Regions from separate parts of the Xenopus laevis genome. Here region 1 is linked to region 2. Evidence: chromatin contacts called from public Hi-C data. All regions are on one chromosome and are shown on one strand. The core of a region is the stretch at or near the end of the contact, and the rest is flanking DNA. Distances in the headings are between cores, read along the strand shown. Region 1 holds the start of celf5.S (CUGBP Elav-like family member 5 S homeolog). Region 2 overlaps celf5.S (CUGBP Elav-like family member 5 S homeolog).

Region 1 (7,075 bases), core at 1,602-4,101, 45 kb after region 2:
TACTGACTGCTTTGAGAGTATTCCACAGGGACCCAACCTACTACAGGACAGAGGGGTGGTGTGTGTAGAAAGTCATTAGAAAGAAAAAACAGAAAAGAAAGGAGCCTTGGATGAGAGAGCTCATTCCTCCATAAATACTCCAATGCACATTTATTAAGAGTAATAACTAATAATTAGTAGCAGTTCATGTGTGAATGAGAAGGGAAAGACAGTATAGTAAAAATGCAACTTGGATTTTTTAAGTGTGGTACAGGTTATTTAAAAAAATACAAAAATACAGTGAGAGTGAAAAGGGGCATTCAGTTTAGTACATAAGCGAGTAATGGTGCAGAATACTATTTGGGAATACGTTAAACATCATGGGAATTATAAATCCACGTGAACAATTAGTCATGAAATCTGTGTGTTAGACCTATGAGGTTGAATTCTTTAAGTGAATATCAATAGAGAACATAATTGTGTGCTGGGACTGGAATATAAGAGCATGTAGAATATAAGAGAGAATAGAATAATATACTTTGTTAAGTGAAAATGATGACTAAATTATGCATATGTGAAAGAGGGATATAAAGTAAGACAGAATAGTAAAAATGCAGTTTGCATTTTTTAAGTGTGCTACAGGCGATTGAAAAAAGACAAAAATACAGAGACTATAATACTGTATGAGAATATAATGTGAGAGTGAAAAGGGGCATTCAGTTTAGTACGAATGAGTAAGGGGTGCAGAGTATTATTTGGGAATAAGTTAGATAGCATATGAATTATACATCCGTGTGAACTGACATTAAATCTGTGTTTAAATCTGTGTGTTAAACCTATATGACTGAATTCTATGAATATTAATATAGAACATCGTTATTTTATGGGACTGGAATATAAGAACATGTGTAAGATAACCTAGAAGAGAAAAGCTTAGGTTCGGGCGGGGGGCTGAGCAAATTAAAATGGGTAGAATGTGGAAGAGCAGGGCACAGACAAGAGAACTCTTCAGTTAATTGATGGTGACATGGCATATAGAAGGAAGAATGCACAGAATAGTAGAAGAATCGTGTGATGGAGCCTGGAGGAGTTTATGTATGTATGTATTTAAATTTGCGTGCTAGTATGTTCTAACAGAGAAAACTTGTGTATAAGGTATCAGTGGAGATGATAAACATAAGATTAGAAAGAAAATTAAGAGTAGAAGGTGATATGGGTTAGGGTGCCCCACTTATGCCTACTATTAGTTGATAAGTGCATATTATGAAAGCTGGACAAGATGCTATTTACTAGGTGCCCACTTAGAGTACCGTATGTAGGTTAAGGAACAAAGTCTCTATAGAAAAAAAAAATAAGGCACACTTCTGAACAGTGGTGTAACTAAACGTTTAAGGTACCACCAGCAAAATCATTTTGGAGCCCCTCAAATCATTAGGAAGAAGATATGTTTTGCACAAGGGCCCAACTGGATCCTTTATTTACCTGCCCCCGACCTGTTTGTTGCACAGAACAGTAGTACCCAGCTCTCATCATGTCCTTATGGGTAATCCTAAACTAGGAAGTAGAAACTGGCAGATGTTGTTTTTGGGGGGTGGAAGGAAAAGGAATCTGCTACTTACCTACGTATTCCTCTGTATAGAGAATACATAAAATTAGTTTGGCTTTTGATGGAGAGGGAATCAGTTTAGGACAAGGTTGTCCAACAATCATTGAGCTAAAATAGCTGAGGGCCACAAGTTGGAGCCCTGCCTATTGCACAGTACTGATTACTGGCTGTGTAAGCCCTAGGAACACTGGCATATTGCATGGCTGTGAGATAGAAATGATGGGTTGGTTCCCGCTCCATTGTATTCCCCCTGAACAACATAATGTGATATGATGAATAATAATCACTTTTTTTATACTGCTTTACTAATAAGTGAAAATGCTTTGCAAATCCATCGGCACACAGAGTAAGAATGTTATACTGATGCAGTGAGGTAACTGGCTATACTCTCCCAAAAAAGCTACAATCCAGAAGCAGAATTTTGTACTAAAACAATTAAGTAATAGGCTAGCACACCACTGAGCATGTCCCTGTACAGAATGTATGGGTGCTAGGGTATAATAGGCTGGACTAAGTGCTGGCAAGGTCCCATGAATAAGAGAGGGAATGCTTGCACATACTATAGGGCAAACACTCACCTGTGGCCATGACACTGCTCAGTAAGGTACATTGTTGTACAGATAATATATGTCTAAAAAAATTCCCATGCTTCTCTACAAAAAAGGGGGGGTGTAATGATAAAATGCTGGCACATCCCCATGGGCAAGCTGGTGTAGAAGAGGAATGTTGTACTGACAGGGTAACACACCCAGAAGCATGCACCTGTTCAGTAAGGAGACAATGGTTCCCTGTTGCCATGGGGTTATAGGTTTGCACACAAACACTGTAGAGGGAGAATGTTGTGCTAGTGCCATGGGGTAGCTTATAGGCTGGCACTCACACACACCAGTCCCTGAACAGCAGAGAAGGAATGTTACTGCTGCCATGTATGGAATAATAGGAAGGCACTTGGGCACTGTAGAATATTTTGCAGATGCTCCCTGGGCATGACACCGTGCTACTCACCCTTGTGCATGCCTGTATAGCGGTCTTTCAGCACCGTTAGCTCGTAGATTTTGCCGAACTGCTCGAACAAAGGCTTCAAGTCTTTCTCCTCCAGGTTACGAGGAATCTGCCCCACGAACAATTTGATGGCGTCCAGGTCCTTCATACTGTCTGATTGTTGAGCAGGGGACTCGGGGCCGCTCATGGGGCAGGCTCGGGGCTGCTGCTGCTGCGGGGGATGCTGCTGCTGCCTCCTCGCCTCTCTCTCCGTCAGTCTGGCCATCTCCAGCCCCTCGGTAGGCTGGATCAGTCACACAGGCAGAGCTCTCAGCTGGAAACTGAGCTCCGGCAAAAGCAAACACCGCGCAGCGCTGCACGTTGGCGCACCCTGTTGGCAGTTTAAGGAACTGCTGGGCTCCCTCTGGAAGAGGCCGTGTGAGTGAGGTGAAGAGAGGAGGTGAACTCTTACAAACTTTCACGCCGTGAGTTTTCAAGATTTGGTTCTGTCAGTAACTAAAGCTACATCTATCCATCTATCTATTTTTCTATTCTCTTGCACCTGACCTAACAACAATAGCATTCAGCCATCACTGACTAGTTACCTTCTCCTTAGTGTATTAGGCAAAAAAGTCCTCAGTGCTGCACTTTAGATTTGTACAACATATCTCCCAAGTCCCAACAGTCCCTCTTTTGACAGCTCAACCTGGAGTCCCTCATTTGTACTGGAAAATCCCTATTTTCTATGCACTGAACAGCCAGAAAATTGGCTTAATTGGCTTTTAGCAGAGAGCCCAGAACACCTAAGGGCAAGACCAGACATGGCGTTTTTACGGCGATTTTACGAAGCATTTTTAAAAAAGAACAGCCAGGCGTAACTACGCCACTGAAACCACATGCAACCGTCAGCATGCGTTTTTCAGCACGTAGGATTCTTTTCCCAACATGCACTTCTCATTGATCTCATTGAATTTGGACACAGGTCCGGACTGAGAATTAAAATAGGCCCTGGATTACAGGTACACAGAGGCCCAATCAGCCCACACAGTGGCCAAAACAGCCCCCACCAGCCCACTAATTACTGACTTTGTTTGAGACCTTATGGCAGCCCCTCTGGCTACAGATTGCCAGTCCGGGCCTGTTTGGAAGCCATATTTAAAATACACTGCGTATTTACATAAAGTGTGGTTTCAAACGTGCAGATCCCATAGAGTCTATTGATTTGGTAGTTTCTTGACGTTTTGGCGCCAATACTGGCGTCCTGTGGTGGATTTCAGCTTGCAAGCGCCCTGTGGGAATTGTCATAGTGCATTTCCATTAGTTTCAGTGGTAGTGCAGTTTATGCGTATTTACACCTGGCTGTTCTTTTTTAAAAACGCAACGTAAAAACGCTGCAAAAACGCCATGTCTGGCCTTGCCCTAACAGGTGCAAATAAGATACTTTGTAACAATTTTGAGACACACATAAACAGTTTAGATAAGGAGAATTATTTTCAAACTTTCATAACCTGCCAAATTTAGTAAAATGAACATGGTAAGTAGGGGGTGTGGCCACAGAAAGGGGCATGGCCAAAAATTTTGCTGCGCTACATGCGAAAAAAAAAAATTTGTCTCTCTTTTTACTTCCAAAATGTTGGGAGGTATGGTACTATATGTTATAAACTGGGCCCAATGCCTAGACTAGAGCCTGCCTGTTAAGCTGGCCATAGATGTTGATATTTTTAAAAGATCAGATCCTGATCGTGAGACCACGATCTTCTCAGAACGATCGTACAATTGTACGAATTTACCATTAACTAAAAAGACCAATTTGCCAGGAAAACGAAGGGGAGCTGCCTGCTTGGCCCTGCAAACATAGATAGATTGCACTGGGACCGACAAAGATTTTTTGACCTGGCTGATCAATTTCCTGACAAATGTCGGCCGAAAAATCGTAAGATGTACGATCGTTCGAATCCCACTAACCACTATAATTTCGAAGGATTGGTCGGGCTTCCCTAAAATCGGTCGTTCAGCGAGAAGAATCATCGCGTCTATGGGGAGCTTTAGTCCTTTTTGTCTTGATCAGAAAAAAAACTGAAAGTCAAATTACTAATAGTCGTGTGGAAACCCACAAGCACAATCTTACATCCTCAATATCAATTTAAAAAATAGAGATAGACACTAACAAGGAACCACTCAGGCCACAGTGAAATCCTAGAATACTAAATTTTTATTAACAAAAAAGAGGACACTTCTCTTTTTTGAATATCTATAAATGAATAACAGACAAACATTTGATTCTATAGTCCCTGTATTATGAGAAAGAGACATTCACTCAGGGCTAACCTTGCAGTGGTCCTGCCGTAGTCACAGCATCCTCCATTTGTATGAATTAGAAACAGTGCTGATACTGCTATGAGGCAAGGTGATAACTTTACTTCAGGCTGCAGTGTTCAACACCGAGGGGTAAGTAAAAAGTCAGGGGTATTTGCCCGGGGAAGCAGCTAAGCTTGGGGGGAGGGGGGTTTGTGTGGGGTAGGGTTTTTTAATAAGGGGTTTGTTTCTCCTTTAAGAAACACCAATGATTTAAAGAGATGATAAATATGCACAGTGTTTTGACTATTACAGTTCTCTGTGGCTGTCAAAATAACATGTGCCATACCCTATTTAAGTCACACCAGAGCTGATTCCTGTACTACCTGATATTTGCACATGTTGATGGCTGAATTGAACCCATCTGTTCAACTGACCTACAGGATGGTTGATTTGATCACCACAGAAGTGATGCCCATACAAACACTCTACTGATTTACTACTACAATTTTTTTGGGGTTTTGAACATTGCTGACCATTGACCGGTTTGTTTGATTTGTTTCGCCCAAACAGGATTCTCTTGTGTGTAGCTGCACAATAACACAGGGATCATAGAGATTTAATCAAACCTAAAGGGAACAATTGCCCTGTCCACAGGCAATAGTCCCTAAAACGAAACAAATCATGGTTAATCAACATCTATAAGAACTTCCAATCTCCTCCTCATTACAGTTAAATCCAAGCTGAGTGAAAATCCATATAAAATAAGGGATGAGTAAGTCTTTATTAACAAAGTAGGAATGACAAGATGAAATCGAATTACCAGATATTGGTCAATGTGATTCTGCCTTCTGCATTCCTCCTAAGCTAGTGCAAACCTACAGGGACACACAGAGCAGTCTTGCCTAATACAACAAATACAACTTCTGCAAGGATGAAAGTAACGACAAGTTCTGATGAACATTAATTTGTTTTAGGTCCTGCCTCTTGCAGATAAAGTTCATTTTCATTTGCTTCTTGCAGGCATGGAGGAAAGTGGAACACAATTCTAGTTTAGTTTTCAAGAATGAAAATAAACAAATATAGTGTAGGGACCCTGAGGCGTAAGTTCCCCTTTTCATTTAGAGCCTCATGGTGGATATAGGGTCTCCTAGAGTTTCCAAGGGCAGAGCTCTTGGATTGGTACAACAACAAGGTGTCACTGTGCTATATAAAAGGAGATTGCCATGTGCTCACAGCCATTACTGCTGGAGGATTCCTACTTTTACTTTCATGTAGGTGGACAGAACTCATGCAAAGATGTAGAGGGCTAAAAGGAGTTTGATAGCCCTGTGGGCTGATGCAGGGTACTCCAAAAGCCTGGAAAGCTCAACCATGCCGGTTTGGAGTTTTGCTGGACATCTTTTGTGCTCGCGCTATGGACAGTGCTGGGAGCTGTAGTTCTGCTTTGGATTTAGCAACAGTGTGCTCGCGCTATAGACAGTGCTGGGAGCTATGAATGGAGGATCAAGCAAGCTGCATGTGCTTCATGGAATGGATTCATCACTCTGGATGCCTGCTCCAGCTCTGGATGAGCCTACCCATCTTCTGTGAATCCCCAAGGTAAGGTGTGCCATGGGGAGGGTAGAAAAAAGCCTATGACACAGGCTGTTGTTGATGCCTGCCACGAGGGAACCAGTACCTAACCAGAGGGAAAGATATTTTGGGCTGCTATTGCTACTTGGGACCTATTGTGCACTTTGGGGAATAGGGATTCAGATTCTTTGTCTGCCAAAGGAGTTGTGGGACTGTGCTTGGCATGGAGGGCCAGGAAATGGATTGCCATAGGTTCCCATGGGAGTGGGTTATTTGCTATAAATGTGTTTTACTTCCCCTTTAAATTACACTTTCCTTATATAAAGTTATGGTTTTTATATAATAAAGTGTGTGTTTCATGTTATTCCTAATGGGACTATCCTCAGGTGTATTCCGGGATCCCATTAGGTGGAGGCACTGCCAAAGAGAAGAATTCTTAGTACCCTTTCACCTAACAAAGGGGACTCCGAATCTGTAAGTCATGTAAATATGGTGATGTACCACTTTGGCACCAGGGGGGTGGCCAGAAATGGGTTACAATAGAAAAAATCCAAAATTTAAGAATATGTCCAACTAGTGCCACTGCATAGTCTTTGGACTGGATTGTACACTTGTACCTCTCTTATGGTCAATGACTTG
Region 2 (6,606 bases), core at 299-2,798:
CCTCTTCTAAAAGCAGTGCCATATTCCATCTACATATTTCCCATTTGCTTTTGTGTCGTTTTAGCTCCAATTTCCCTCTTAGGGTCAGGGCACACAGGCAAGATTCAGGGAGATTAGTCGCCCCAAAGAAGAGGAGATTTGTCGCCGGGCGACTAATCTCCCTGAATCTTGCCTGTGTGCCCTGACCCTAAGAGGGAAATTGGAGCTAAAATGGGTGTAGTCAACTTCGGAAAATGAATCTCTCCGAGTGCCATCCCGCTGGCGATTTGCATTTTAGCCTGAAAGGAAGGCAGGGGAGGCAGTTCGGGGAGATTAGTCGCCCCAAAGAAGAGGAGATTTGTCGCCGGGCGACTAATCTCCCCGAACTGCCTCCCCTGCCTTCCTTTCAGGCTAAAATGCAAATCGCCAGCGGGATGGCACTCGGAGAGATTCATTTTCCGAAGTTGACTACACCCATTTTATGAACACACCCCCTAATTACCATGTCTATTTTACAAAAATTGTAAACAAATTGTTACAGATGTATCTAAGTAATCGTGCTGAGTGTTCTAGGCTCTCTGCCAAAAAGCCTCTTATTTTAATTTTAATTAAGATTTAGAAACGTTGTATCCTTTTCTGGCATCAGTGCAGGAGATCAAAGAGAAACAAGCAGAGATTGCGAGCTGAGCTGTCAAAAACGGAACAGTTGGGAGGTATGCTATAACTAACATTTATGTCATCTCTGCCCAAGTAATTAGCCTTGCATATATCAATACTGAACTCTCATTTGCAATTTGCTGCCCAGTTTTCATTTTATTAAAATCTATCTACAAAGTAGCAGCATCCTGCATGGAATTTATGGATTTGCAAAATGTAGCATCATCAGCAACACAGAGAATATATTTGTAATGCCAACTTTCAGGTTATTAATAAACAGGTTAAAAGGACCAAGGACAGAGTTTTGTGGTTCTCCACTAACAACACTAGTCCAGTTAAAAAAAATGTTCATTTTACCACCACTTGTGATAAGCTATCCTTCAGCCAGTTCTTTTATCATGTAACTTTTATTGTGGTACTACATCAAATGCTTTAGCAAAATCTAAATAGAGCACATCAACTGCCAATCCAATGCCAATGTTTCTACTCAACTCCTCATAGAAGGAAAATAAAATTATCTGGTAAACCTTTATTGCATGTAAAACCATACTGGCGCAAACTTATTAGTATTGTGATTAGAATTATATTCTTCTATGTTATCCCTTACCCCCCTCTGAAAGATTTTCTAACAGTGATGTCAGGCCTATAGTTCCTGGGTTAGAACCTTTCTAAATAATGGCATTTGCCAATCTCTCAGCACCAAGCTAAACACCAAATCCTGAAAAATTAAGTGGTTTGGCAATCACAGTGTTTTGAGCGGTTATAGTTAGGGCCACATTTACCATATAAGCACCCAAAGGCCCATGTCTAGGGCAGCAACGTTAGGTGGGGTGCCTATACGCTAAATAAGAAAAAGTGCAAAGAAAAAAAAGAGATACTTGCAGCTAAATCTGGCAGCAGAGCTGAGGGTGGTGGTGAGAAACCTCGATCAGGCCCACACTGGCAATCTATGGGTTCTGGCAAATGCCAGAGGGGATGCTGTAAGTTGCCATAGCCCGTCACTATGTATTGGGCTGGTGGGGGCTGTTTGGGCCTATGGGTACCTGAAATGCCAGGGCCTATTTTGAATCTCAGTCCAGACCTGACCTAGATATTCTGTATTTGGCACATAAGCAGAACAGCAAGACCATCTTTTCATATGCCGGGAAGGGGGTGGCCTGTGTCAAGTGCCTAGGGCAGCAACAGAACTAAACACATCCCTGCTTGTAGTAACCTGATGTGAATATTATCATCTCCTGGAGATTTGTTAATTTTCATGTGTTCTAGTCCGTTTGAACTTCCTCCTGAAGTTTGGCTTTGGATTGCATTAGGGCACAACTTAAGAAGTGTGAGAAGAAATATGGAACTAGTATAACAATGAGCCACTCAGATTATGTTGTTATTCTTAAACTGACCAGAGTGACCACCGTGCCCAGCTATTTGCCTTCATTGACTGTAATCCATCTTTAGTTATCTACTTTGCCAAAAGCTTAACCCCCCCTCCCCATGACAAGATAACCACAAGCCAACTGGAGCTTTGTCAGAATAGATTATTAATATTATTAGAGGGGTGTTCAGGTGAAAATCAATTGTGTAAAGCACATATGGATTCAAAGAGAATGATTTCAATCGCCATGGATATAGTAGTAATGATTTTGTGAAGGTGCTGGCTAGATTTGATTACTAATATGATAGATATGTTCAGGTAGAGGCAAATCCATGAATAGCATACAGGACTTAAAATGAATGGTTTTAAGTGCCATGGATGGACATAGTACTGCTGTGAAATTGTGCATCATTATGAATATTGATATTACAGTTATTTAGATTTGGATACTAAAACAGCAATAAATCACAATTATTATTTTCTGCAATTGACCTCTCCCTTTACCAAAAATTACCCTAGGTAGGTTTCCTCTGCTGCTACCGCTTGTTCCCACTCTGCAGGATACCTCCATCTCCATTACATTTAGACCCATCTTTTTCTGTTTTCAAGTCCACCATGCTCCATCCCCAATGTAGTCTGTCTTTACTGAGTTTATGTTAGTTTAATTTCCTGTTTCCTATGCTACCTAGAAAATTATTTCCTGTTTTCACCCTCTATCTTTGTATCGTCTTAACTGTAGCTGTCCCCATTATCTATTCCATCACTCTTAATTCCAAGGTATGTGCAATACAGCTCTTAGCTCAGTCATTCAGCTTTCTCAGCTTCTTCAATATTCTCAGCAAATTCTTCTTTAAAGGATGTCTCTTCACTCAAATCCCCATTTTACACAGGCTCTTTTTTCCTTTGATGATTTCCACGTCCACATACATTTTTTCATACCCAACTTGGTATTCTTGTTATATATAATTCTTCTTCGCCTCTTTCTATCTCCTTTTATTCCATTTTTCTACCCACCTTCATAGATTTAAGGGAGATTTTGGAATTAAATGTCTTCTCAAAAATGGAAGGTCTATAACACATAATAGTCTACCTGGCATAATTTCAGTTACTGAACGCTGCATCTAGCTGTCTCCTTTTTAATGTAAATTTAATAGGCAAGTATACTCACCGCTTGTGCATATGCACTGTATGGGCTAATGGGAAGTGCCAAGGAAGGTGTGAAGATTCCCAGCTGACCAACCATTTGTTGCATACGCCGCAGTGTTCTTTCCTTGTCTGTGTCAGCAAACTTGACAACCAGGCTGGATGAGGCCCCCTTGGGTAGAGAAGAAGATAATGCAAAAACCCAGGATTTATAGTTTGTAAGCTTTGTAAGTCTATAAACTTATGTTACATATATTTGATAAACTTAAAGACATAAAAACAGTAAAAGCGCCACACTCACAGGCATAGTCTGACTACCATGAAGTGCTTGTATTGCTGCTTGTGCCTCTGCATGGGATGAGAATTTGACAAAAGCACACCCTAAAAGAGAGAAAGTACATAGACGGTACAGCAGTGAGTCAAAAACATATTGTACAAAGGTGACTTGTCCATCCCCTTAATAACTACCTGAGAGTATTTTATCTCGGAGTCAGGAGATAAGCAAATAGGAGACCAGCAACTTTGGCAACCCAGGTCCTGCAGAACCCCAGCAAAAAATGTTAAAGATTGGCAAAAGTCTAAATTAAATAAAATTGTTCTATGTATTTTTTATTGCAGTATTTCAACTGTTTAACCAACTTGCTTAAAGCACCTGGAAAGATCTTTAAATAAATTTATGTTGGTAGCCTTCTCACAGCATTAAAGTTCAGTACATAGTATTGTTATCTTTCTAACAGATATTTATATAAGATGTGCAAATTGCTGAGGTTGTTTCTTTGCCTCACCCTTGCTGCTCCCATCAGGACCTCGTAGTACAGAACATTCCTCGATTGACCCGAAAGCCTGGAACATGCTGGTCACCTCCTCTTCAGACTGCTGTTTGCTAAGCATCCCCACAAATAGCTTGCGATCACCTGTGACCCAAGTAGGAGGTAAGATCAACTCTGCATATCACTTAATTTTATCACATTCTAGGAGCTTAGAAGGGCTCCACACTACAGAATGTGTATAATTCACAACACCAGAACTGAGTTTGACAGGGTAGCTTATACATACATGTGAATAGTCCACGATTCATTAAACCATGGCATATTAACATCTGAATTCTAAATTCAGCAGTGTGCTAGCTCTGTAAAATACTCCATCAAGATGAGGCCAGGTGAGCAGCTTACTTAAAAAAGACCAGTGACTTCATGTACACCTCCACCTTTAATGAACTTTTATCTGTACCCTCTTGAACACTTTTTTTCTTCATTGAATTCTTTATTGAATTAATGTTTTTAAAAATTGAGCTTTGCTACTTTAGGATTTTATTATTATTATTTATATTGTTTTATTTAATTTTTATACTCTCATGCACACATCTTACTTTAAAAGGCATTTTACCCGTGCCCTCATGTACACCTTTAATCCATACAACCTTGCACACTTCCATGGGACCTATTCCTTGCCATATCATGACACATAGCTATTCACAATCTAGACACACACAAGACAAACATATTAACTTAAAGGGATACTGTCATGGGAAAAAAACATTTTTTCAAAATGAATCAGTTAATAGTGCTACTCCAGCTGAATTCTGCACTGAAATCCATTTCTCAAAAGAATTTTTCCCATGACAGTATCCCTTTAAGTACAAGTATACCTTTTAAATATTTCTTTAACGTGAAAGCAACCTATAAAGACAGCTTATTGCGTGTATAAAATTATTCAATACTGTGTTGCCATATTGTGTCTTTCTGTTGTGTCTTTCTGCTATGCTAATGGTGCTCTTGCAGGTGCTGTTCTATGGAGATCGTGATAGGGGAAATACAGTATATAAGTTTATACACATATGCATAAAATGCATGTAAATTAGAACTCCACAGCATAATCATAATTTTTGCTCTCCTTAGTCCAGCCATTCAGCTGTCTAGAGTCCAAATATGCATTTACACCAAGATATTAACTGAAATGGCTTTCAGTCTAGGCTTCCTGCAGTATCTGAGAGAGCAAATAGACTTCTGCATAAATCTACCCTAACTGGCCTTCACTCAGGCTAGGCTCCCTAAGCCAATGCTCTGGACTGGGGGATTCAACTTCGACTTTGGGAAACACTGCCTTTGTCTTGCGGGACAAGCATATATAGAGCTGCTTGTTTGACTGCATCACCAAACAAGTTGATTTCTCACCAGTGTGTCCACTAATGTGACCTATTGACTGAATGTTATTCCTTTGGGTTACAAGAGGGGCTATAAAATGATGCTGGCTATGGATCCCATGAGATTTTTTTCCGCATTCCATTTAATATCTGATCGTGATTGATCTGGTATTGAACTTGAAAGCACAATTGTTTTGGAACTTTGCACTTGTTGGTCATATGTCATTTTGTTCAGGATATCTGCCAATAAATAGGCAACTTTGCTACACTTAAGCCAGAGCTTGTTGCTGATTTTTTATGAGCTACTACTACTCCAAAGCAAAATTTTGTTTGATGAATTCAACCTGGTGCATATTACACTTTAAAGAAAAATCACGTTTGCTCTGATTTAAGCTGCCGATTTGGCCCCTTCAGACTGAGCCTGTAGCCTGTTGTCTGCCCAAATATGGAACCCTCCCTAACCAACATCTGGCTGAAAATAGGCTAAAATGCGGGCTGTCTCTCATTGAAGTAGTAGTACATAGCAACCAATCATCAAATAGCTTGCTGCTAAACAAATAACAATAACAGGAAACATTTTAATTGGTTGGTATTATTTATTACTGCACAGTAAAATGTATACCGGTTTGCAGTTCATTATTTTTAGTGCACCATTCAGAGCTCTTTTTTTAATTATACCAATTTAAAGGAGAATTTTGAAAGGCACTGGAAAAGGTTTATTGAAAAGAGCATGTACTCTGAAATAAGGTACACACTATGCACTCTGAAATAAGGTACACACTATGCACACAGTGCTATAAATGGCAAATGTGACACACATTTAAATATTAAAAGACATGGCCCTTACATTCATAGATACTGTAGCATGTGGGACTAATATGCATGCTTTGTACGTGTGCAATGATACACACGCATAGAACAGAAGGGAGTTATACAGGGAAGACATGCATGTGTAAACACCCAAAGTGACAGACACATGCAATTAAAAACATGTCAGTGACCCTCTAAGCATTCCATTATAATGCACTGACACACTGCACACAGCTGATGACGCCCCACACCCTGCATAGAGCAGCCCCCCCCTCCCATCTTGCACGCTCTGTTGCACACTCCCCATCTCCCCCTGCAACAGCTTCTTTCTCTTCACCCTCTGGCAATTTAACATGCCGGCAAGCAACCATGAACATTGAGTCTGAAGCTGGAAGCTGCATCTGGTTTCCATGGATGCAGACTGTGCCGGCACGCGGTGTGCCATGGCAATAGGATGGATACCGCAGGGAGGGTTTTTGGGAAAACTGCTGCCAAAATTGTAAGGGAG

What was found. Hi-C and Micro-C count contacts between places; a contact is called where the count stands out from the background.
Region 1: a contact with region 2 is called in a Hi-C map of the XTC cell line, with 2.4 times the contacts expected there. The contact joins the promoter of celf5.S here to the enhancer-like site in region 2. A contact is called at or near these places in 2 of 4 Hi-C or Micro-C datasets (the XL177 cell line and the XTC cell line).

The regions. Positions count from the first base shown.
Region 1 is chr1S:103,637,932-103,645,006 of Xenopus_laevis_v10.1, forward strand. It overlaps celf5.S (CUGBP Elav-like family member 5 S homeolog), which reads right to left and starts at 2,852. Exons shown (of 12, transcript NM_001137584.1): 1 at 2,591-2,852. The coding sequence starts at 2,852.
Region 2 is chr1S:103,593,748-103,600,353 of Xenopus_laevis_v10.1, forward strand. It overlaps celf5.S (CUGBP Elav-like family member 5 S homeolog), which reads right to left. Exons shown (of 12, transcript NM_001137584.1): 4 at 3,931-4,059; 5 at 3,447-3,526; 6 at 3,171-3,317. Among protein-coding and RNA genes, the nearest start is that of celf5.S, 44 kb to the right of the region's middle. Within about 2 kb of position 1,549, at least 1 of the 7 cell types and tissues checked has an H3K27ac peak or open chromatin away from gene starts, as enhancers often do.